Linked DNA regions of Mus musculus: all the other regions are linked to region 2. The links are chromatin contacts, called in public Hi-C, Micro-C and promoter capture Hi-C maps. All regions are on one chromosome and are shown on one strand. Each heading gives the region's core, a stretch centred on a gene start, on an enhancer-like site or on the middle of the called end of the contact. The rest is flanking DNA. Distances are from core to core; before and after follow the strand shown.

Region 1 (2,812 bases), core at 153-2,652, 670 kb after region 2:
TATGGCCCTCTGGCCGCTGGGGTCACAACCAACATCGAAGCTGAGAGGCATCCTGGAAAACAACCACCCCACCTGAGTATTTCAGAGTAGGAAACGCGCACACAAGGAAGCCAGCCTTCCAAGCTGCATAGCCAGGGGCTGGCACAAACGGATGCTTCTAAAGGCTGGGCCCGGAGCTCTGTTTGGATGGCCTGGCCCCTATTAAGGTCCAGAGTGGGCCAGGCAAAGCCTTCGGCAGAGCACCGTTTTTTCTTACCTAAGGCACCCCTCTTCTAAAGGGGTGCTCATCACCCTGCCTGCTCCCCACTCTGCGAAGGAGCTGGTTAATTAATTAATCCTTGTTAAGGGCTCAGGAACAGGCTAATGGGCGCCAGGCATTCTCATTATTATTTTTAATCAGACTTTGCAATTTTATAGCTCCCATCACCAAGGGCTATCGAGTGTTTTGTGGAGTTAATTAAGCCTGCGAGGGATGGGCTCCAAAGGGGGGCTGGGGTGGGGGTAGGGGATTCAGGCTGAGCTGTAGGAGAGCCCAGAAGTCCTGATTCGTCTCAAACCCCCCCCCCCCCCCCACACACACACACACTTTAGAGGGAGAGGAGAGATGAGTAGCAGGACAGGACAGCTACCGCTAAGCTCTGGCATCATCCGAGTGGGCCCCCAAGAGGGCCGGGAGTGGACAGGAAGGGAAGGCTATGGGGCTCGCACTGCAGGTTCTGCCTCTCATCAGGGGCAGGCTTCCTGCTGAGTAGGGAGGAGAGCTAGTGGTTAGAAAGACCTGTCACCACCCCCCAACACACACACACACACCTAACCTCCCTCCGCTGAGGCGTCCTTTCCCTTCATGCCTGCCCCCTCCCCACTCCCCCCCCCCCCCTGTATAGTATCAAACAGGAAATACTTTCTGGAGCATCCTGTGTGTGACAAGCCTGAAACCCAAACTGAGGATTGATGCGGTATATGGGCTTAGCACAAGTTGCCTGGCACTGAGACCCTTACGTCTCCTTCCTCTCCTGAGCTCTCAGCACTCCCAGTTCTGCCTTCTGCTTGCATTCTTTCTTCCTTATCCTTTTCCTTTACCCAACCCCTGCCCCATCCCGCCCCCCGCCCCCCCCCCCCCCCCCAAGGCACTAGGCTTGGGATCCGGGAATTCTGGGTAGGATCTCCTGAGGTCCTGAGGCAAGACAGGAACTAGCTTGTTCTGGCTTCTGGCCAGGATGAACTGCAGGGGTTCTGGAGCGCTAGGTTGCGGGGAGGGGCGTTCCTGTTCAGGCCGCACAACCCTTACACAGGGAGGACTCCAGATCCTCCGCCTGCCCCTGACCTCCAAGCCCTGCAGTCTTCGGAATGAAGCCTTCAAGTTGGCACCAGATCATTCCCAGAAACCGGAGGCAGAGATGGCATGACCCACGCGGGCTGCATCCCAGATGCGTTTCTGTGGAGGCAGTGGCAGGGAAACGCTGTCACTGACTTGGGGTGTTTGGAAAGCGGCAGATAATTGGGAACTGGCTATTCACAGAACTCAGGGCACTAATGTGAGGCCCCGCAGTGATCATGTTAATGGAGGGCTTGGGAGTTTCTGCTGCCAGACACCCTGGTGACTGCTGTAGAATTTTGGCAGACAGAAGGCAAAGGACGCACTGTGGAAATCACTAGAGCGTAGAGAAGCCGGCTCCCACAGCGTTCCCCAGCAGCTGTATGTGAGCCTTGGAGCGTGTGTTCTCCCAGGCAAGGTCTCTGTGCACCCTTCTTCAAATCCCTGCCTCTCCAGTAAGGGAACCCAAGAAGCAGCCTGGAGAAATGGATTCATCCGTAAAGTGCTTGTCCTGCCCTGGCCCAGCTCAAAAAATAAAGTGGAGAGCAGCCGAGGAAGAGATCTTTGATGAGCACACATGTGTGCGCACAAGCACGCGCACATACACAAACATGTACACACAATAAATATATACATTACACAGAACGCATATACACATAAAGAGATTTGCTGAAAACTGGAGCAGGTGAGGACTGTGTGTGGTTTATTATTAGACATCGGGTTAGGCACGCTAAACTGTGAGCAATATGTAGACCACACCAATATAAATATCTAATAATTTTATTATCCGATGTTTGAGTTCCTTTTAATTACCAAACGCTCAGCAGTACTCTTGTGTTTTCTTTCAGTTACTTGAAATTAATCATGGTCCGAAAATATCAAATGGAAAATTCTAGAAATGAACAAGTTAGAGCTGTCGAGATAACCCAGTGAGTGGCAAGTCCATTCAATGCCCAAGACTGAGCACGAGGGATGAAGAGAAGCAACATTCCTGTGACCTCTCTATGCTTGCTCTATGTGGCATGCCTATGCCACACCATAGGAAACAAACAGACTGTACACTAAAAATAATTTACATGATTTAAATTCTGTATCATCTTGAGCAACGGTATGATCAAATTTCAAGACGCCTGCTGTATGTTGTCTGTGATAGAAACCCCACTTTCTGTTCGGTGTGCCCACCCCTTACATACTATGGTAGGACTATCACTCAGCTCTTGTCTTGAGACTGAATGAAGGGCCTGGTGCTCAGTGCTAACGTAACAATGGCCCAGGAGTGATAATAGGACTGAGACATGTGTTCCATAGGGAAGCTGCAGGTGTAAGAAGATACTGAGAAGCAGAAAACTACATTCATACAAGTTTAATTGCCACAAGCCTTCGTGATTTTTTTTTTTTATAATAGTAGTTCTTAGTTTCATCCTGGACCTAATTTATAAATTAAAATTGATCATTGTACGCGGATAGAAGGAGAAATGTAGTGCAATATGTTTAAGG
Region 2 (2,700 bases), core at 3-2,502:
CTGGTGAAGGAGAGCAAAGACACTGGGGAGAAAAAAACGGACTTACCTGGTTCGCAGCATCCGTGATGATGGTGGTCCGTTTGACAGTATTTGTCCCTCAAAGGCATTTTTAACGGGTGCGACCTATTTTCCTTTCACTGTGAGAAGCTCTTCATTGCGGCTTGGCTGTGGACAGAGAAGCACAAACCCATCACTATCCCTGAACTTCTATGGAGGCTGTGGCTGCAATTTCCACAGACCATCCCACCATGCGCTCTCTGCCCTCACCCCGGGCCCGCACCTTCCGCTCGGAAAAGAAACCGCCGCTCGCCCGGCCTCCGGCCCCACGTCCCCGCACAGGTTCACCGCCCTACCCGGAAACGCAGCGTCCGGCGCGCAGGGCAGCGCAGCGCACGGCGAAGGCCTGGCGGGCTGCGCAGGCGGCTGCGGCCTCGCCGTGCTGGGCGGACGAGCGAGCGAGCGAGCGGGCGGGCGCGCGGAGAGCCGGGCGCGGGACGCGGGACGCGACGGGGCCCCTGCGCGGCTGAGGAGCGGCTCGCGCGCCCTCCGGCCACGCACGTGCGTCGGGGGGTCTCCCCGGCGCAGGTCGGGTCCGGTCCGCGCCGCCAAGTGCGCCCAACTTACTCAACTCCCGGAGCGGCCGGCCGGCCAGCGGGCGGGCGGGCCGCGGCACCAGCCGGGCGCACGACGCGGCCGAGGGCCCCACCTGGCGCAGCCCCGGCGCAGCGCGTGAAGCCGAGCGGGCTTCGGCCCCGGCGCGCTCCCAAAGAGTCCCCGGCGGCGCCGACGCGGAAGCGCCACAGCTCACCACGTCCTCGGGCCGCGGCTGCGGTGGCGGCTGTGGCGGTGGCGGCGGCTCACGGCAGCCCTCCGCGCTCCGGGCCGGCGAGCTGGCGGCGCGCGGGCGCAGGCAGTTGACAGGACGAACCGCCGGGCGCAGCAGCCGAAGGAGCTGGAACCGGAGCAGGCAGGACTGAGGCGCCCCTCGCCAGGGCAACGGCCGCGCCGAGCCCGGCTCCCCTCAGCGCCGCGCCGCTCCACCTGCAACGGTCCCCCGGGCTTTGGAGAGGGGCGGGGAGCCGCGCGGGTCCCCCACCTGGGGCCTTGCGGGTAGCAGATGCTTCGGGAAACTTTATGGAAGTCAGTCCCGTTCTCTCGTGGCCGCCCCTTCCCCGGACAGCCCGAGCGACCGCCGTGCAGAGAGGGTAGGAAGGGGGAAGCAGAGAAGTCTCCGGCTGCGACAGGGAGCGACTGACTGACCCCGGACGGAGATGGGGCGAGGGCAGGAAGTGACAAGCTCACGGAGTGGGTGGGGGGAGTGTGGCCGGCACGCCCGGCAGCGCGGCGCGCATGCGCTGGGCGGGCAGCCCCGGTGGGGAGGCGACGCGCGGGGCCGGCCTCGGGCGGAGGAGGGTAGACTGCGGGGTTGGCGGGCGCCGAGGGCGGCCGGGTAGCTGGCGGGCCTCGCCGGCGCGCGCCCGTGCGTCCTCCCGCCGGCGGCTGCGGAGCGACGGCCGGAGGCTGCGTGCGCCCGGAGGTGTGAGAACCAGAACCGCGGGCGCGTCTTCCCCTCCCCGGGCACGCGCCGCTCGCTCGGGCACCAAACTGTTGCTCGCGCTGCTGCGCTTCGGCGGATCCGACCCAGGCAGAGTTGGGGAAGCGGAGGAGAAAAGGAGGGACTGGGAGCCCGAAGTGGACTGGATCGGGAGAGCTGTCAGGTGCTGGCTCGCCAGCTGTTGTCCAAGTGTACCTCCTGGAACTTGGGACAGGAGAGTCTAAGTCGGGCTCTGGGAAAGAACGCGATTGGCAACGTTCTGAGGGTGCAAACCTGGAAGTGAAGTTGGGTCACATGGCTAACACGCACTTTCCCTCTTGGGCACCAGCATCCTGCTTGGAAAATCCCCGAAGATCAGATCGAAGATGGCCATCTTCTGTCAAATCTACAAACCTTGAGCTGCTTTTCATATCCAGTAGCTGCTGCCGCCACCTTCTTCCCAACTCTGAGATGGAATTCTTGCCCTTGCTAACTTCACTCGAATAGGTGTCAGCTATTGGTCAGGGTTTTGTGAGAGCTCCCATTTGACCTTTTTTATCTTCTCAGGATGAATGAAAACCACAATTAACTAACTTCCAGTTTTCAAGTTCCAGTTTTGGAGCTTCTGAAAAAAGAAAAGTTTAGGAAGGAAGGCACTATGTGTTTGTATTTTGGGTTTTTTGTTTTTTGTTGTTTTGAGATGGTCTTGCTGTGTAGCTCAGGCTTGCCTGGAACTAGCTGAGTAGCCCAGGATGACCCTGAAATCAGGATTCTCCTCCTGCCACTATGCACTTTCTTTTTCAAAGCTGGGGTTACAGGCTGACACCACACTAGGCTCTGTGTTTGTGAAGAGAAAAATCACCAAAATCAATTTTCAAAATTCCAAAGGAAGTTTGTAAGCAAATGCAGTTGTTACTATAGGACTGTTGAATGGAATACTTGCATACGTCTTGTACGGTTGGAGCAGAATAGAATAAATGTTCTGCAGCTACATAGGATATTATATTATGATCTCATTTTCTGTTCCATTGTCAAGAATCACTACCCACATGAAGCAAATGCAGATTATAGGTCAATATGCTATAAATGGCCACTTCTATGTGGTGGTATTATGCAGCCAATAGAAATCATATTTGGGGGTTGGAAAGATGACATTGTCAGTTAAG
Region 3 (2,700 bases), core at 60-2,559, 900 kb after region 2:
ATCCTCAAGGTTGCTGTTTCCTGAATTCAGACTGTTTTATCCCCCCAGTTCTTAGTTCACTCTCCTCAAACAGGTCTTCCCTAGCCACCCTATCTACACACACACATTCCCTCTTTTGACTTTTCTCCTTAGCATAAATTTATCACCATTATCAACATATAGTTTGGCTATTTGTTGGCTGTCTTTCAAACCATAAGTGTATGAGAACAGAATCTGCGTCAGTGATTTAGTGTCACACACCTGTTGTATCCTAAGGGCAGCCAGCAATGTTCTAAAATACAGTTGGCATCCAACAAGTAATAAATAAATAAACAGATGAATGCATAGGATGTGCTAACGTGCTAATCAAACTGAGTCCTCTCACTAGCCAGATCAACTCCAGACCATTTAATGTCTTTAAAGATTATATTCCTTTATTTAAAAAAAATGGGGTTAAGGCTCTTTGTCCTATAAGATTGTTGAGAACATTAAGTAAGTTAACCCATGTCAAACTAAGCACTCTTCCGGCCTAGCAGCCATCTCAATAAGCCGCACTGGTGCTTTATTAAACGTTACTTTGGGATGTTTGTTGAAGACGGGGTCTCGCTATGTAATCCAAGTTGTCCTGAACTCGCTATTATATAGACCTGGCTGTCCTCGAATTACCAGCAATCCTCCTGCCACAGCCTTCCCAGATGCTGGGATTACTACCATTACTCCAAGCTAATGGGCCTGCGTTTGAACTCCTGAACACGCGTAATAAAGGGGAAAACGCAATGGAAACGTTAAGTGAGTGCTTTGCCTTTCATAAATCAACCTTATTGGCCGATCTCCAGCTGAGTCCGTTTAGAAAAGAATCTTAGCTCCCGGTCCCGTACTTCTGGAGAGAGCAAAGAACTTGCTGGGATGGCTCACGTCATTAATCGGAGGATTCAGGAGGCAGAAGCACACGGGCTACCGGTAGCGAATCCGAGGCCAGTTAGGGCTAAAGAGTGAGAGCCCTGTCTCAAAACAAACAGATCATAACTATAGAGCTCCCTGAAATTGGGTTGTTCCCATACCTTTGCACATGCCCTCTGCACCATCCCACTCCTTACCTTTCTCTGTCACCACGAAGCACTGCTTCACCGGACCCACCTGACTGAACAGCTCTTCCAGCTGATCGCTGCGAGCCGAGGGCGGGAGACGGCCCACGAATAAAGTCAGACCGGCCATGAGACCGAGAGACAAGCGCGTGAGGCTGCGAGCACCTCACGCCGGCGCGAGCGAGGGCTGGGATGAGCTCTGGCAGGAAGGCGGTGCCGAGTTGCCGGGAAATTCAGGAAGTCCTCTTTGCTCAAAAGAGTCCGGGAGGAAACGCAGACTGGAAGGAATAGTTCCGGAAAGAAAAAGAAAAATGACGTCCTGGGGGCGGAGCTTCTTGAACGACGGTCTCTGTGCAGTCCCAGCACCGCCCCCGCCACTGGGGGAAACTTGACATCAACAGCTTAAAATTCTCTTAAAATCTTTCATTTAGGAACTCGACCCCAAATTCACCAAAGCAGGCAGAAGTCATTTTCCCCCTAAGCCTGCCCTCATCTGACATAGAGTGGGTGTTCAATAAGTTTTTTTCTGAAGAGTTGCCACATATCACGCGGGGGGAAAAAAACACATATGCAAAACGTCATAGACACAAGCATGTAACATACATAATTTGAACTAGTCACATGTCCTCAGAAAACATGAGACAAACTGTCACTTGGCCGCAGAGACAAATTGTATCTACTAAAATCCCCAGAGAACAAATACTACGTACGAAATCATATTTTCAATTCTTACTGATTGAGCTCCTACTTATATATTAGGAGTAAAATTCATTGCCGAAAAAAAAAGACATGGTCCCTGCCGTCATATAAAATAGAGTCCAGAGTGAGAGACAGACGTTTATTTTTAAAATCTTACAAAATCTCTGCAAGATCACATCAGAGCACACGGAAGCCAAACATAACACCCAGCTATATGCACAGACCTAGGATGCACTGCTGCCCAGAGACAGAAGATCTTCATTTATGTCTGTTTATCAGACAGACTGGAGGCTACCCACAGTGTTTAACACTCAGTGGGCTTCACTGTCTGTCTTACATGGAAAAATGCTGTGCTTGCAGAATGCCTAGCTGCAAAAAGTACCCTAGGCACTTTTAAAGTCTTTACTTTTAAGTTACAACAGCTCAGTAGGTAGAAAACACCACAAAAGATGAAAGGCACAGTGAAAATCCCCAAGAGTTATCCACATTCAATATAATGGATGGACGGATGGATGGATGGATGGATGGATGGATGACGTGTAGGTAGTAGTGGTGGGAGGAATGTGCTAAGCATGAAATTTATGAAGTCCTAGTAGGCTTCAAATAATTAATATGTGCTTTTAGAAAAAGAACCCCCACCACAGTTATATTTTAAATAGATAAATCAGAAGAAAAGGCACTGAAATACAAAACAGATTGTCAAGGCTACCATAAAGTCGATCCTATCTTACATAAAAAGTAAAGTGGGCAAAAGAAGTAGAATCTTTTAAACAAAATTGGTTTGGAATTCCACATCCTCCTCAAGAATCAAATTCTAAGTGGGGCAGTGGTGGCGCACGCCTTTAATCCCGGCACTCGGGAGGCAGAGGCAGGCGGATCTCTGAGTTCGAGGCCAACCTGGTCTACAAAGCAAGTTCCAGGACAGCCAGGGCTACAC
Region 4 (2,700 bases), core at 37-2,536, 570 kb after region 2:
AGCAACCACTTCACAGAGGACATAGGGGGAGTCCGACACTTCAGTTCTGCCATCCGATCCTCAGAGATATTGAGGTCCCGGGGTGCATCCATGATGAAAGGGGCAGAGCACTGAAAGGCAGCCTGGTCCACCTCTACCAGGTAGCGGCCTCGCATGTGCATGGGAGCATGACAGCGGCCACAGCAGGTGGAATTGGTTGGGATATACTCCCGAAGCCACCAAGCCAGCCACAGAATATCACAATCACAGTTCCAAGGATTGTGGTGTAGGTGCAACTCCACCAGGTATCTCAGGGGTGTGAAGAGGTCATGGGGCAAAGATGAGAGGTTATTGTGGGCTAAGTTGAGTTCCACGAGGGAAGCCAGTCCGTCAAAAGCATTCCGCTCAATCAGGCTGACCTGTGAGTTCATCACCCACAGTTTTTTGAGGGAGCTTAGGCCATGGAAGGACCCAGGCCTGATCTCAGGAAAGTGGTTCCCTGACATCTCAAGCTCCTCGAGCCCCACCAGGGGTGTAAGATTGGGCATATCCTTAATGTTGCACATGCCCAAGTTCAGGTACTTGAGGTTGAACAGCCCCTCAAAAGCCCCCTCAGAGATATACTCCAGCTTCTTGAGTTCCCCCAAGTCCAGACGCATGAGGGAGGGCACCCGGTTGAAGGCATAAGAAGGGATGCTCTCAATGGGATTGTTTCGCAGCCAGAGCTCCCGCAGTTTGGACAGGTACTCAAAGGCCCCACTGGGGATGACTGTCAGCCAGTTGTCGAACAGTTCCAGAGTGTTGAGACTGGCGAGGCCATTGAAGGCCCCCACCTCTATCTGCCTGATGGAGTTCCTGCCCAGCTGCAGGACCTCCAGGTGATGGAGGTGCCTGAAGGTGTCGGCCTGAATCATCTGGATGTTGTTTTCCATGAGGTTGAGATACCGGGTGTTGGAAGGAATACCCTGTGGGACCTCAGAGAGTCCCCGGCGGGTGCACACCACCTTGCTGAACTGGTTACTGCAGGAACAGACGGAGGGGCAGTTTTGGGGCCCGGCTGAAGCGGCAGCAGCGATGGCTGCACACAGAATCCACACTTGCGCCGTGAGGTAGACGACGGGAAGCAGGACGGCATTCCAGGTGTGGTGCACAGTTACCTGCCACAAGAGCTTCATGGTGTGGCACGTTCATAATTCACCATCGCCTGGGATTTTGGCTTGGAAAAGAGAACCAGCCTTACCCCGGCTTAAGTGAGCTAGGAGCTCCTCTTTCCATCTGGAGAAGGAGGTGGGGAGGGGGCGATTAGAGACAAGCAGATCGGCCTAGAAAAACCCTGCGAAACTACTGAGCGGCCCCTCATCTACCAGCCCACCCTCAAGGCCAACCCATAGAAAGCTAAGACTCTCTCCCACGTTGCGACCATCCCCACCCAATTCCCTGTCACCTACCTCGGAAGGAAAGCAGGAAAGAATTAGCGCTGTGTCCTTAAGCTTTCTCCACGAGAGCTGGGCTCATCGTTCCCATTCTGACTTTAGTTTTAATTAACAAAGGGGGAAGTAGTGGGGGCAGGGAGGGCAGAGGGGAGGGGAGGGGAGGGGTAGGGGAGACAAAATGGCTTCTAGTAAATCCGGAGCCGGCGAAGCCGCGGAGTTGAGGCGCGCCAGGGAGAGCCAAGGCCCGGCGGGCTATGCAGGTGCATGCCCCCCCGAGAGCCCGAGGAGCGGCGCCACCAGCGCTTCCCTGCTTTGTCCTTGGACCCTGGCACCAGCTTGTTCCAGTCGCGGGAGAAGGCGCTTCATCGCCAAAGTGTGTCTCCAGCCCCCAGCCCTCTCCCTGGGCCGCCGCGGGGGATGGGGGTGCGGGGGCGCTCCCGAAGCCGCCCAGGCCGCGCTCGCTGGTTGCTGCGCTGCTCTCCACTCTGCTTTCCCAGCGTCGGCCGCCCAGAGCTGGCGGCAGCTGATTGCAGTCGTGAGCTCGCGGGGCTGCGAGAGTTAAGAGGTGTTCGCTGCGCCTTCGCCCTCCCTAGGCACACACCCCCTTTTCTCTTCGCCTCTTCTCGGAAGGGTTAAAAAGACAAAAACTGGGCTCAGTTCTCCAGTCCCGCCGTCTGCTGGTGCGGGGAGCGGTAATCCGTCCAGCCCCAGAGGGGCAGCGGCGTGGACGTGGTGCTGGGACCCAGTCCGCGAACGGAGGAGCGCGCAGCGCCCGCGGTCGCGCCCGCACCGCAGGCCCCTTCAGGGAGTCCGGGGGCGGGCGCGGGTCCGGCAGCGGCGGCGGCCGCAGCCCCCGGCAGCGCGCAAGCGCCCGCCGCCGCCCGCCACTGCTGGGCTCCCGGCGCGCCGCCGGCCCCGGCTTTGTGCGGAGAGTGCGAGTTCGCCGCTGGGCTCCCGGAGCCTTCAGCAACGGAGCTGCCAGCGGGCTGCTGCAGCGGCCAGAGCGCTGGCGACGGCAGCGTGAGCAGTGGGGGTAGCGGCTGCGGGAAACGCTCCGAAGCCGGTGAACATGGTCCCCGCTGGCTAGCGGCGGCGGTGGCAGCAGCGGGGCCCCTGCGCTCGGCGCCCACCGTCTCCTCCTCGCGCCGGGCTCGCGGTGTTGCAGGTGGCAGCCACGCAGACTGCTCTCTCATCCTTTTGTCCTTCAGTCAGAACGTGAATGTACTGCTGACGCATACTGTTCTAGGGAGAAGATTAGCGTGATGCAGTGCTCTTATGTATTAACACC

Evidence for each region. A called contact is a pair of places that touch in the nucleus more often than the background predicts. Capture Hi-C pulls out chosen DNA fragments and counts their contacts.
Region 1: a Hi-C map of the N1E-115 cell line shows a contact between it and region 2, with 3 times the contacts expected there. The contact joins the enhancer-like site here to the promoter of Zfp800 in region 2. A contact is called at or near these places in 1 of 484 Hi-C or Micro-C datasets (the N1E-115 cell line) and 2 of 115 datasets of contacts at active chromatin or transcription factors (astrocytes and large pre-B cells).
Region 3: a contact with region 2 is called in a promoter capture Hi-C map of adipose tissue, with 3 times the contacts expected there. The contact joins the promoter of Rbm28 here to the promoter of Zfp800 in region 2. A contact is called at or near these places in 2 of 39 promoter capture datasets (cranial neural crest and pre-B cells), 4 of 484 Hi-C or Micro-C datasets (CD8 T cells, cardiomyocytes and embryonic stem cells), 1 of 115 datasets of contacts at active chromatin or transcription factors (microglia) and 1 of 9 other capture datasets (adipose tissue).
Region 4: a contact with region 2 is called in a Micro-C map of embryonic stem cells, with 6 times the contacts expected there. The contact joins the promoter of Lrrc4 here to the promoter of Zfp800 in region 2. A contact is called at or near these places in 3 of 39 promoter capture datasets (hippocampal neurons, neutrophils and stem cell-derived epiblast-like cells), 4 of 484 Hi-C or Micro-C datasets (all in embryonic stem cells) and 4 of 115 datasets of contacts at active chromatin or transcription factors (VIP interneurons, astrocytes, embryonic stem cells and 1 more).

The regions. Positions count from the first base shown.
Region 1 is chr6:28,931,204-28,934,015 of GRCm38.p6, forward strand. It overlaps a transcript of Snd1 not described here. Among named protein-coding and RNA genes, the nearest start is that of Gm40357, 32 kb to the right of the region's middle. Within about 2 kb of position 1,403, at least 73 of the 459 cell types and tissues checked have an H3K27ac peak or open chromatin away from gene starts, as enhancers often do. A contact at or near this core is called in the N1E-115 cell line and astrocytes, where this site is marked.
Region 2 is chr6:28,260,672-28,263,371 of GRCm38.p6, forward strand. It overlaps Zfp800 (zinc finger protein 800), which reads right to left and starts at 1,253. Exons shown (of 6, transcript NM_001081678.2): 1 at 809-1,253; 2 at 47-165. The coding sequence starts at 107.
Region 3 is chr6:29,163,415-29,166,114 of GRCm38.p6, forward strand. It overlaps Rbm28 (RNA binding motif protein 28), which reads right to left and starts at 1,310. Exons shown (of 19, transcript NM_133925.2): 1 at 1,077-1,310. The coding sequence starts at 1,194.
Region 4 is chr6:28,830,461-28,833,160 of GRCm38.p6, forward strand. Lrrc4 (leucine rich repeat containing 4) reads right to left here and starts at 1,287. Exons shown (of 1, transcript NM_138682.2): 1 at 1-1,287. The coding sequence starts at 1,154. All of the region lies in intron 16 of Snd1 (staphylococcal nuclease and tudor domain containing 1), which reads left to right.